Regions from separate parts of the Triticum aestivum genome. Here region 2 is linked to region 1. A link is a contact called in public Hi-C data. All regions are on one chromosome and are shown on one strand. The core of a region is the stretch at or near the end of the contact, and the rest is flanking DNA. Distances in the headings are between cores, read along the strand shown. Region 1 holds the start of LOC123086657 (O-fucosyltransferase 9). Region 2 holds the start of LOC123086658.

What was found. A called contact is a pair of places that touch in the nucleus more often than the background predicts.
Region 2: a contact with region 1 is called in a Hi-C map of leaf, with 4 times the contacts expected there. The contact joins the promoter of LOC123086658 here to the promoter of LOC123086657 in region 1. A contact is called at or near these places in 3 of 5 Hi-C or Micro-C datasets (all in leaf).

What each region holds. Positions count from the first base shown.
Region 1 is chr4A:514,588,556-514,594,476 of IWGSC CS RefSeq v2.1, forward strand. It overlaps LOC123086657 (O-fucosyltransferase 9), which reads left to right and starts at 2,880. Exons shown (of 10, transcript XM_044508436.1): 1 at 2,880-3,394; 2 at 4,178-4,250; 3 at 4,389-4,456; 4 at 4,925-5,013; 5 at 5,653-5,850. The coding sequence starts at 3,062. LOC123086656 (a long non-coding RNA gene) reads right to left here and starts at 1,081. Exons shown (of 5, transcript XR_006441030.1): 1 at 863-1,081; 2 at 538-733.
Region 2 is chr4A:514,787,375-514,793,803 of IWGSC CS RefSeq v2.1, forward strand. LOC123086658 reads right to left here and starts at 4,092. Exons shown (of 2, transcript XM_044508438.1): 1 at 3,853-4,092; 2 at 952-3,491. The coding sequence starts at 3,379. The coding sequence ends at 1,409.

The DNA of each region.
Region 1 (5,921 bases), core at 1,630-4,129:
TGGAATGATGATTACGCTTCTTCCCCAGGATTTGGCTATGGAGATCATTATCATGGGCTGATGGGCCATCTGGATGGTCAGGAATGATAAGATTTTCAGATCTTCACTTCCTAGTTTGAACTCCTGGAAATTCTATGTTCAGGAAGGCATGCAACACATCAAACTCAGATCAAATGAAGCCAAGGCCGCAAAGATAGACCAGTGGATTGAACAGACTCTGTAATTCTTTTTATTATGATACCTAGAACAGGCATTGGGTGATTTGTTGTGTGGTCTTGTACTTTGTATTTTGTTTATATTATATAAAATACCGTAGAACAATTGTTCTACGGTCACAGGGTCAAAAAAAAACCATTCTCTCCATCCCCGGCATTGCCAATAAAACTGAAGTTGAGAAACCGTCACACAGACATGGAATCTACGAATCTTGAATGGGAAGTAATGACCAGATTTGGTTTCGGGAAGCAATAATATGAATCTTATTTTCTCGGAGGAAAGTATCGGTTACAGCGGAGGCAGGAAGGGGACGACGCATACCTAGGACCAGGGCGTAACGAGATCCTCGCGTTCCAGCCGCCGGACCTGTTTCTGAATCCGCCCGGCTCCCGTCGATGGATGAAGATGGAGAAGTTCTTTAGGGAAAAGGGATGGGGCGGACGCTCGCGTGCTTGGGGAATAGAAGCAGGCAGACGCTCGGCGCGCGGGGGTGTTCCGGATCCTTCCAGTCCAAGATCTGTGGTCCGGCACAGAATCAAGAAGAAAGGGGGATTCAGAATCTCATTTGGGGAAGCTGAAAAATGATTAAGACGCATCCCGGATGAGCGTTGCGAATAGCATAGCAGTATCCAGACTCGATACGTACCTACAGCCGTCCGCCGGAGAGGTTCCCGGGGCGGCAAGCGCCGGCGCCATTGAATCGCCTCCTTGCACCCAATCCATTAGAGCGAACGAGCAGGGCGCTGTATAGGGAGAGAATTTAGTCGTATTCACGGGTCCGCGTCGGTATGCAGGGGACGGGTGGAAGACAAGGAGGTGCAGAGCAGCTGTTACCCCTACGACGACAAGGAACGGTGACAGATGTCTGACACGGTAATACGGGCACTAAATCGCTATCCAGCGTCGGACATCTCGAGGTAAAGGGCAACGTTTCAACCGTTACGATAACGCGGCCCCGGTGCAGGTGTGCGAAAAATCCGCGCCCGAGGCACCTTGGGCACTGGGCGCTGCCCTTCTACGACAAATCAGAGTATGTCCCTGAGTTCAAGCTATGGTTGGGCTTCAGCCCGCCCAGGCCGAACTACCTGTGCGCCGCTGACCTGTCCACCATGGACCATGGCCAACGGCCCGTCGTACATCATGTTTGGGAAGATCTTGATCGGCCTGAGGAAGAGGACTGGGTACCGACGCATTTCAGGATACTGAACCTTGGCTCTGGCAAGTTTTGCATTGCTAAAATCATTAGCGCAGAGGCGACTGGCATGAAATTTTCTGTGCTCACTGGCATCGAGATGGTTCGCGGCAAAGATGATCAGAGCCGCAGTGATACGGAAGCCGGCCATCCACCCATGACCAAAAACAATCACGGTAATACGGTATCCGTCCACGAATGCGTCTGCCGTAGTGATACGGAAGCCGGCCATCCACCCATGACCGCATACATTTCAGACCGATTTCAACACACAAGATGAAAGTCTAAATGATTGCCGCCACAGGCAGCGCCCGTTTCCCACAACATATCTTTCTCATGTCCGACAGCAAGCTCATCGGCCGGCCGTGAGCCCCGGGAAGTGAAGATTCAACGGGAGGGGAAGAGTAGTGGCCTTCGCGAAGCTGCGAGCAAGCTCATCGAATGTGTGACCCTACAAGACGTCGACAGTGGCCTTTCTGGGACCCAAGCGGTGGCGGCCTCCCATATTCTACTCTTCCTCGCCATCGACAGGGGCAGACATGGACATGCCAACCTCGTCGTCATGGCGGCGGGGTGCGAACGACGATGGCGGCGTGGTCAAGGCAGAGCTGGTGACATCCTCGCTCTCGTGTGCCTCCTCTTCCTCCGTCGCCGCGTCGATGTCCAAGAACAGGGCGTCTCCCTCTGCCCACAGCACGTGCAACCGCCATCGCTCGTGGTGGATCTCGCGGGCGCTGCAGTACGACAGGAGCAGCACTTGCTCCTATCGAGGAAGCCTAGACCGTCCGCCACCATAGTTATGACAGGCTTGTCGTTCGCCTGGTCGCTGACGATTTGTTCCTCCGCGAGCTGGTGCTCGTCGAAGGAGTCGGGGAGAAGGCGCGTACACCGGGTTGCGACGCATGCGACACTTTCGACCGACGCACCACTTCAATGCTGGCTCTCATTAGATGTCATGTCCGTTGGTGCTCCCGAGCGGCACTGACCGACATGAATATGCGGCAATCACTTCATGCGGGAAATAGTGTGAGCAAGTGAAAGGGTTTTGGGTGGTTCCGGGTGTCTGTCGCGTGCTGCCCAACGGTTTGGACGCCCGCAAAGCATCCTAGTTTGCCTCTGGTCCGTGGAAGGACGGACGTCCGGACCAGTCCACGGACCGATGGAGTGCCACGTTGGATGATAAAATAAATACAGACCGCTTGATCCGGATGGATGCGAGCGATTTGAGGTTAGTGTTGGAAGATCAAAGTTTGACTACATATTTAACTAGTGAAATTCACTATATTATTCACATATTCAACTCTGCGGCGCTGATTATGAACCGGAGGAAACTGAACTTGGTGAACGTAAACATCACAGGCATTTTGTAGTTAGCGGGACGTCTCCTTTAGCCGAAAACTTATCGTCAGGAATTGGGGGTCATTCTTTTCTTTCCGAACAAACATTATCAGTCTCTGGTTGTGTCGTGTTGCCTTGGATCATATACACTCTATTCGATCCTGTACGGCTGTACACTCCTTGCCCTATGTATTTATATGTAGTATTTGCCATTCGTGATCAATCGCAGCCATCTAGAAAAATAAAAATTCCCTCGCGTGCGCTCCTCCATCACATCCTCTTGCGTCGCATGATCCGGCGGGAGCGCTCTCGGTGATGCCGCCGGCGATCGCTTTGGCGTCGGCGTCGGCGTCGATGCGCGGCGGCGAAGGCGCGAAGGGTACGGCGCGGCGCCCGGACCGCGTGCTGGCCGCGCGCCGGCGGCGAGCTGCCGTGCTGCTCCTCGCTCTAGCGTACACGGCGGCTATGCTTGTGCTCCTCCTGGGCGCTGACGGCACGGGCCTGGGCACAGGTGGTGGACGCGTGGTGGTAGGTGCGCCGCGTCCGCGGGCGCGGGCGCCAGCGCCGCCCGGATCGGTGTACCGCAGCCACCTCGTGTTCGAGCGGCTCCTGCCGGAAATGCGCGCCCTCGCCTCTCGTCCTAGCCCGGTGAGTTCTTGCTCGTTCCCAGGGACTAGTAATGTTTATTCGATCCATTCCCAGCGGAATGGGTGGATTGGCTTAAAAAAGAGGTGGAAATTTTCTTCCGGCCATGTGCGTCGGATGAATTTTTCTCGTCTACTCCTTGATTTGCCACTGGATGCTCATGGTTTGATTATAAATCGTCCCAAAATTGTTTGTAGCTTTACCACACATTGCATCCAAGTTTTGTGTTGGCTGTTTGTGAGTTGTGACACAAATACAGTAGAATGCTACATAGCTTACTAGTACTAATCTCTAGTGAAACTGGTGGTGACACTGAGATAACACTGAATTTGGCTGCTTGTAGGAGTAGACATCCATTGAATCCTTTATTTGTATTGCTATAGCACTACTGCAGGCCAATGAAGATACTTGGCACCTTGAGATGGCAATACATAGGACATAAATAATGTACTTATAAGACTGTAGCATGCGAGTTCTGTTTCATGTTCATATGCCAAAAAGGTGACAGCCCTTCATGTGGCAGGCCTATAATATGTTCTGCAACTTGGGAGATGCTTGGCATTGGGAGCTCTTTAAAGGTCAAAGAGGATTTATCTGTCAGTTGTTGATTGTAACAATGGTGTCATGATGATGATCATTTTTAGCATTACAGTGCTACTAATCCAATCACAACACATGTTCAATGCCTATGATCACTGTGACCAACAACATTTTTTCCTTTTAGTTTACATAGTCATACATACACTCTTCGCATGTATGTAACATGATTTTGCCGTGTCATTGCAGTTAATGGCATCCCATTATAAAAAGTCTGGAAAGAGATGGGTACCTTGCATCAGAAAGAGATTGACACAATCAGGTGCAAATTTGAAATGCTTTTTATGAATTTCTATACCAAATGTACCAAGATCAGCCAGTCAGAATCAGCTTTAGTATAAGTAGTAACAGGCGACATAGCTAAGTAGTTTTTATTGATGGTCCACATTACACTTTTCAGCGTTACCACCTTCAAATGGTTTTCTCGTAATTGAAGCAAATGGTGGTCTGAATCAGCAACGCATTTCTGTAAGTTGCATGATCAATTTCTTACTGAACGTGGACCAACTAGATATATTCCTCAGAGTCATCTTGATTACATATACACTACTGAAACGAAACTCACTGTTGGTACTGAAATACCTTTCTTTAATGGTATATTCTATACAGTAAAAGTATAATGATCCATGGTTCGATATTAACTATCCAAAGTCCAAACCCTTTATGGCCCCTGGATTCCTGTTTCGCAGACTCCCTTGGATTCGTTTTGAATTTATTTCTTGCATGAACATGCTGTTTCATGTTTTGTTGCAGCTTACCCTTTTATCTTCCACTAAATTCTGAATACTTTCAAAAGTCATTACGCATTCCACTGATCTTCATATGTAGAATTCTTTTCTTTTTTCTAGTGTCTCAACTGCCAACTTGAATTTCAAACTTCACAACATGTTTGCTCTGTAGTGTTTATCTGAGTCTAACAGAGATGTCTCGATACAGATTTGTGATGCTGTTGCTGTGGCAAGCTTACTTAATGCAACTCTTGTCAGCCCAGCTTTTCATCTGAATAGTGTTTGGCGTGATTCTAGGTAACTATTTTGCTTCTTTGTAGAATATCCGCAGATGTGTTTGGAGAAACTGGCATACAGCACATCCGTCCCTGGGTCACTTTCTTGAGAACTAGCTCTGTAAAAACGCCATTTGCATAATTAAGTTTCAAATTTACTTCAGTTAGCATTTTCTGTATTATATAAGTGAAAATTCTTTCTTTGCCCATTGTTTATCTGCTCTCGATAAATAAAATGGATCAGTATCCTTTCCTTTTTGGAAAAGAGAAACTTCATTATGTCTCTTCAAGCCCTTGTCTGCACTCTTTTTTTGTGCTATCAAGTCACTATTTTCTGTTGTGTCATTTCTTTTGTGCTTCCGTTTTAACAATGCATTTTTCAGCACTCTTGTTTTGTTCCTTGTTAAGCATGTACCTCAATAATGTCGATAGTATCACATCGATCTTTGCATTTGCCATTTTATAAGCTGTATCCCTATGAAAATAATTGATTGAATAAAGAATTGTTATTTTTTATGTAGCTTTGGTTTTCTTTCATATGTTATTATATTTTCAGTAATATTCTCCTCATGCCTGTGTCATATAATATGTTTTTGATTTTTGATTTTCTCATCACTTTTCCAGAAGGATAATTCTTCTTTGTTCCTGCATAATATTTCAGCAAATTTGGTGATATATTTGATGAAGACCATTTTATTGAGACACTCCGAAAACATGTAAGGGTTGTCAAAGAACTTCCTGAAAATGTTTCTGCGCAGTTTGACCATAATATCAGCAGTATACCGAATATGAGAACCAAAGCCTTCTCGTCTCACAGTTACTACCTAGAAAAGGTGCTTCCGAAACTGTTGGAGCTAGGGTATGTGCTCCTGTTGCACCTTCCTTTGATATAGTGTCAAATTCTTGCTACTAAAGGCGTTCTATACTACC
Region 2 (6,429 bases), core at 2,842-5,341, 200 kb after region 1:
GTGGGCGTGGGATCGTGCGTTCGTGGGCTGTGGTTTTTTGACCTTTTTTTTCAGGCGGGGATGGAAGAAGCGGTGGGAGGACTTTCGATAGCTGACGATAGAAGGGGGGTCGAACCATCACGACGTTCGATCCCCTTTAATAAATAGTAGAGATAATCAACTCATACTATAACCCCCTCAGACGAGATGTTTTCCTCATAATCAACCAAAGCAACTACCAACTTTTTTCAAGGTAGTAAAATGAACTATCAACTTTTTTCAAGGTAGTAAAATGAACTTTTTTCCTTACAAAAATATAGAAAAAAAAACTGCGTATAAAAGACACGAAGTGGTCAGCGCCGCAGGCAGGAGCTATGTGCACCACCATGCAAAAAAAGGGGGAGCTATGTGCACCAATCTGCCCCTTTGTGTATTCAATATGCTCATCTAGTCGTCCCCATCCCAGTCTATGCATAGTTAGAAATTACAGTTACGTTTTCCAAAAATTGTACACCTCCTACTTGACATGACCTCTAATAACTTTCATTCTACTGATATGATTACCGTGTTCTTCTATATGCGTTTCTTTCCCAAATCTTGAAGGTGAACGAACCCACCGGCCCGGGTGAACCATATCATTTGCAGCTAAACGTGGCATTCCCAAACTGTCAAACAAGCATGTAGGACTGAAGATACCAACGCTGTAGCAGGCTTAATTGGGCAGATGATACTAACGTCCACAAATCAATCATTACTGAATAATAATATATAAGCAGGGTAATTTCTTTAGTACAAAAAGTACCTGTAAAGAAAAATATCATCTGCAGCCTTCTCCCAAAACATACATGGTCACTTCCAAAAACAGGACACCCGCGGCGCAATTTGTTATGCTAAACAAACACATATACTATAATTATTTTAACTTTTTTCATGTACTGTATGAGAGTATCCATGCAACTTTGCAGTCATAAAAAGCAGACATGTACAGGAAGAAACAGGGAAGGGTCCTCACAAGTCTGAGCATAAATTCATACATATGCACTAACGCTAGCAACCTCCCTTACAAACTCTTCTAGATTTTGCACCTAAAAACAGGGAACAGTTATAATAATTATTTTAACTGTTCATGGTTCTAAGAAGTCAGTCCTCGCTTACAGCCTCTCAACACCAACAATAACCAGCACAATTTCTTCTATCTACTTGAATAACAAATAACTAATGAGAAGCTGTCACAGGGGAGATAGCCGGCCCAGTGTTACATGAAAATATGTGCAGAAAAATGACCTATAATCATCGCCGGATACATGATAGTACTCTCTAATCTGAAGAAACAGAAAGAACTTTGCCTATCTTGCCAAATGCCAACAAGGGAACTGCTGAAAGCTAGTACTATTGGACATAAAAGAAGGGAGATGGATAGAAATATATGTCAGCTTCGTAATGAACACTTTTTCTGAGAATGCCCAAGAAGATGACACCGGCCACACTGAACGATCCGTTTCGGCCGTTTCAAGCTTTCCATCTTGAGAATCTTCATTTTGGGACGGCCAGGAGGCCTTCGGATCTTTGGTGGGCGAAGTATCATGTCTGATTTGTATAGGCCTCGCGGCCCAGAGGACGAATTGCTCCAGTGGATCCTGTCTGGAATTGGATAGATCCGCTGAGAGTAAGTTTCCCTATACTTCATTACACTAAAGCAATCATGTGCATACAGGCGAGGATCTTCGCCACATGAAAGTAGTGCAGCAGCAGCATGTGCACATGGAATACCATAAATTTGCCAGCGACGGCACGAGCAGAACCTGGTTTGAGTATCCACAATGTTTGTTCGCTCAGATGACACAATCTCAAACTCCACCTTGTTTGCTCTGAGTACTTGATAACATCTTGAATCAGAAATGGATTCAGAAATAAGTTTCTCAGCAGATGGAACAAGAACTGAGTTAAGGGATAGGGCCAAGTTCTGACGTTCAGTAAACCAGCAGGTTAGTTGGTGCCTGATGTATTCAACAGTTTGCACAATGGGAAGCTCATGACACTCCAGGGCCCAGTTATATAATATCTCAGTTATCGCAAGACTAAAATGGCCATATCTGATACCCTCAAAGTAAGCAACTGCCCAGAGGTTTGGTGGAAAATTCTGGAACCACGGCATGACATCTTGAACTTGCATCATATCTTTTACCTTTGAATCAAATTCTGCTGTTGTGAGAGCATAAACGGCACTCCAGAAAAGGTTCAGAAGTTTAGGACTCTTGAACTCCTCGCGGAAATTCTCACTCACGTATCTCAAGCAAAATCCATGAAAAGCAGTTGGGAAGTTGACCTCGACCGCTTCAACCACCTGTGGTTGTCTCTCAGAGATTATTGTGAAGACAGGCATCTTATCTGTGTTAACACCAAGCATCTTCCTCAGTTCTGAAATAAACCACATCCAGTTCTCATCACTTTCAGAATCAACAACACCAAATGCTACAGGGAACATCATGTGATCAGCATCAACAGCCGAAGCACATAGCAATGTCCCAAGATACTTGCCCTTTAGATCTGCCTTGTCAATTTCCAAAAGGGGTCTACACGCATTTAAGAAACCATAAATAGATGCATGAAATGAAACAAAGAGCCGTTGGAAGGAATTCTCTGGCCCAGCCCCTTTGTATACTGCAACGCTACCAGGATTTGTCTTTCCAATCTGGTCACAGTATGCAGGAAGAAGGCGATATCCATCCTCAAGGGTACCATGAACAGCAGCCATGCTTCTCTCCTTTCCGCGCCATGCCTGCATATAAGACACAGCAACCCCATGCTGGTCCCGAATATCCTGCAATATCTCTTTTGGCTTAATCTGCGGATTATCTCTTAGCCTTGCCTCAACAGACCTAGCCACCCAGTTAACAGTAGCCTGCTGATGATGTAGGTCCTGAACACCCTCACATGTGTGCTCTCCTTGCAATGTCCGGACCGTGAAAGTTGGAACACCGTGGCACTTGGCCACATGCACACGCCACAGGCATCCTTCTGTGTTGCATTTGGCAATGAATCGGCTACGATCTGATTTCACGACGCGGAGCTGGAAATGCAGAGCAACAGCCATATCCTTGATGGCACTCCGGCAAGTGTCAACATTGGTAAACTCTTGGCCAATGAAAAGGAATTGCTCACGCGGTACAGGGTCCTTCTCTGGCTCGAGTAAAATCTGGTCTTCATCCCCCTCAACTAGAACATCGCCATCTTCCACCTGAACTAAAACCTGATTGTCCTCAGCCTGAACTAAAGCCTGGGTGTCTTCCGCATTAACTAAAGCCCGACTGTCTTCCGCATGAACTAAAGCCCGGCTGTCTTCGGCATGAACTAAAGCCTGACTGTCTTCCGCATGAACTAATACCTGGCTGTCCTCCATATTTGAGCAGCTCTACAGGCCGGATAAAATTACTTTACTTTGAGTGATAAAAACACCAGACAACTCGATAGTGACTGAAAAGATTTTGCTCCACACCTTCTTAAGCACTGCCCTGCAAATATTAGCACAACCCTATTAACGAGAGAAAGAGCCATTCCAGTGGTATAAGAAGTAACAGTATTCAGCACAAGCACGTAATTCACTAACGCCAGAAAGAGCCCATCCAGCGGCACACCAACCCTCCCCAACCCCCATTTTTTAGAGGAAAACTGAATCTGCACGCTGGCTTGCAAGGCCTACGGCGTGAGGCGTGGACTGAGACCGATCTCGCGCGCCGAAGGAAAGAAAAATCTAATCTTATGAGCCATGGAAAATAAGGGGTGGATCTAGACGTTGCGGCGGGTGAACACCCAAAATTTGTGGAGGTTGGTTCGGGATTAAGAGCAGGCACTGGATGACTAGAAAGCTCGTACCTTTAAAACCAATGTTCAAGGCTGCGGACGGGGCGGAGACGCCGGCGGGGGGACGGGCGGGGGGAGGCGCGATGGAACGGGAGCGGCCGGGGACGGACGGCGGGGTCGGACGGCGGCGGCCCTAGGGCACAGCGGTGGTACAGAAGAGATTTTAGTTACAGTATATGGGTCGGACGGAGGAGGAAGAAAGGATAACGGAAGAAGGGGAAAAGTCTAGCCATGGAGGCGACGATTTTTGACGGCACGGATCGCTCGCTGGCATGCCTAACGGTGGATGGAGAGATTTCATTTTACCGTCAGGCAGAGATGGACCGGCGTGTCTTTAGAGCATCTCCAGCACCAGATATTGAAAAAAAAAGACATTTTTACATGAAAAAAACAACAGACATTGATAAAAGAACTGTTGTTTAGGGCACTTTGGTCAAAAAAAAGAACACTGCTCCAACAGCTATCCATAAATGATGATGCCAATTTTGTGGGACATCCATAAATTTTGCACTCCAGTTGTTGCATATTTGCAGCGCCGCTACACTTGGTGCCACAAAACCAAAAGGCAGTCATGAAAGCCAACTACTCCACAGAAGTTCCCTCTCCGCCTGACCCACCGCCACCTCCGCTGTAACCCCCAGGCCCAACCGTCACCCCACCGTCCATTCCCGTAGCTCCCAACCGCACATTCCCGCAGCTCCGGATGTCCGTGCCCACCGTCGAGTCCATCCGTCGTTGCTCGATTTGCATCGATTATGGCAGCTTCTCGTCCCTTTGTCATCCGATATGGCTGCCACAACACCAGGGCTCACCTTCGAGCTCGAATAGTTGTCACCCCTTCCCCAAGTGACTGGTGTGGCCACGGTCGAGCCGTTGCTCTTCCAAGCTCTTGGTTATCAGCCGACATGACGAGGGCGGCTCTGCCCAAGATCTGCAGCTTCCCAATAGCGGTAGGAGCACCACAACCACATTCCTAGTCGTTCGGGCAACCGCCTCAGCCCGGGTGTGCTACGGCGGCCGGATTTCATCTTCTCGCCCACTAGGTGTAGATAATGAGCTAAACATTATGACCTACATTTATGTGGTTCTCGTATATTTGTTTTGTTTTATGTGCAAATCTCTACCAATTTAACTTGCAGGTTTTGAAGTTGTTGTTCTTAATACTCCTTCAAACATTGAACCTTGGTTGATAATTGGAATGAATCAAATATTATTGTTGCAACCGACCGCTCATTCTGTTTTGCAACTAGTCCAATTACACTCCGGATGGAAGTACTTTATAAATCTAGTGGAAATGACGTCGACATTTATAATCCTTGTTTCTAGGGCATGGTATGACTTTTACTTATCTAACCCAAATTCAGGATTCTAAATCTCATGTGACATGAGCTTTTCTCATTTTCCATATGCCTATTTAATACAAAGCGACAAAAGATAAATATCCATTACACCTAGATCTTTTGTAGTCACTACTCATTAGTGACACAGTGCATTAGAGTTGATACAGTATATGCTATTTTTTATTTCTTTTGCCATCATGATGAGGCAATAAAATATTTATTCTTCCAATGCAAATATGCTCGTTCTATATAGTCAGTTATCCAAATAGCTTCTGGCTTGTATATTCCTTGTAGTGTTGTTAATGTATTTTGCAATTGGTTACATGGGATTTCACAGGTTTAGAACTCTTCTCAGGGTGGGAGCATTTGTCGTTATTTGGTCGCTTTGGCTATGCAGAAATGATAAGGTTTTTAACAATAAAAGTACTTCTTTAATGCAGGTTATCTACAGATGTACTGGGACTCTTCGTTTATGGTTCTCTCTACAACGTGCGAAGAATTGATATTTACGAAGGTGTGTACACGATTGAAGGCTTCGACGAGGGATACTTTTACCCAACATGGGTGGCAGCATGATCTTAGAATCGGCCCCCCTTCGCTTCAGGCGTTATACGGACTCTTTATGTTTTTTTTCGCCTTTTTCTTTTTCATTTGTTTGAGAGTCCCGTTTTTGCTGTGTGCATATTAGTTATGTAGGAATCGGTTGTAATGCTTAAATTATTTAAGTAATAAAGTACCCTCTTTCAAAAAAATTGAACAATATAAGTTTGTTTTCAGTGTAACATTAAGAATCACTTTTGCTACCATTGTTGTAGAATATTGAGGAAGAAAAGGTTTATAAAGTCAGCATGTGCATCAGGTCATCAGACTCCATGGATCTAACAATTTCTTTGACAAGTTCATATAGTTTTCAGAATCTAGCTGCTTATACCATCATGAAAGCAATATTGTGGTCTAATTTACCTACAGTTCAACATCTATTACAGCGATGGCTCTTTCTATGTGTAATGGATGTTTGTTATAATTCGATTGCCGGTGTTATCCATGTGTCCATCTTTACTACGGAGATTTTATTGTGCCGGCGAACCCCATCAGCTCCATCTATAATATTGCAAACATGTACAAGAAATGAGTTCTTGACTGTCTATATTTTCAATTAATTATGCATATCTCTACTTTTATTAAAAAAATCGAGTTGGTGATGATGGTGTGTCTGTCATCTTGCAATATAGACCATCCCGATCTATAT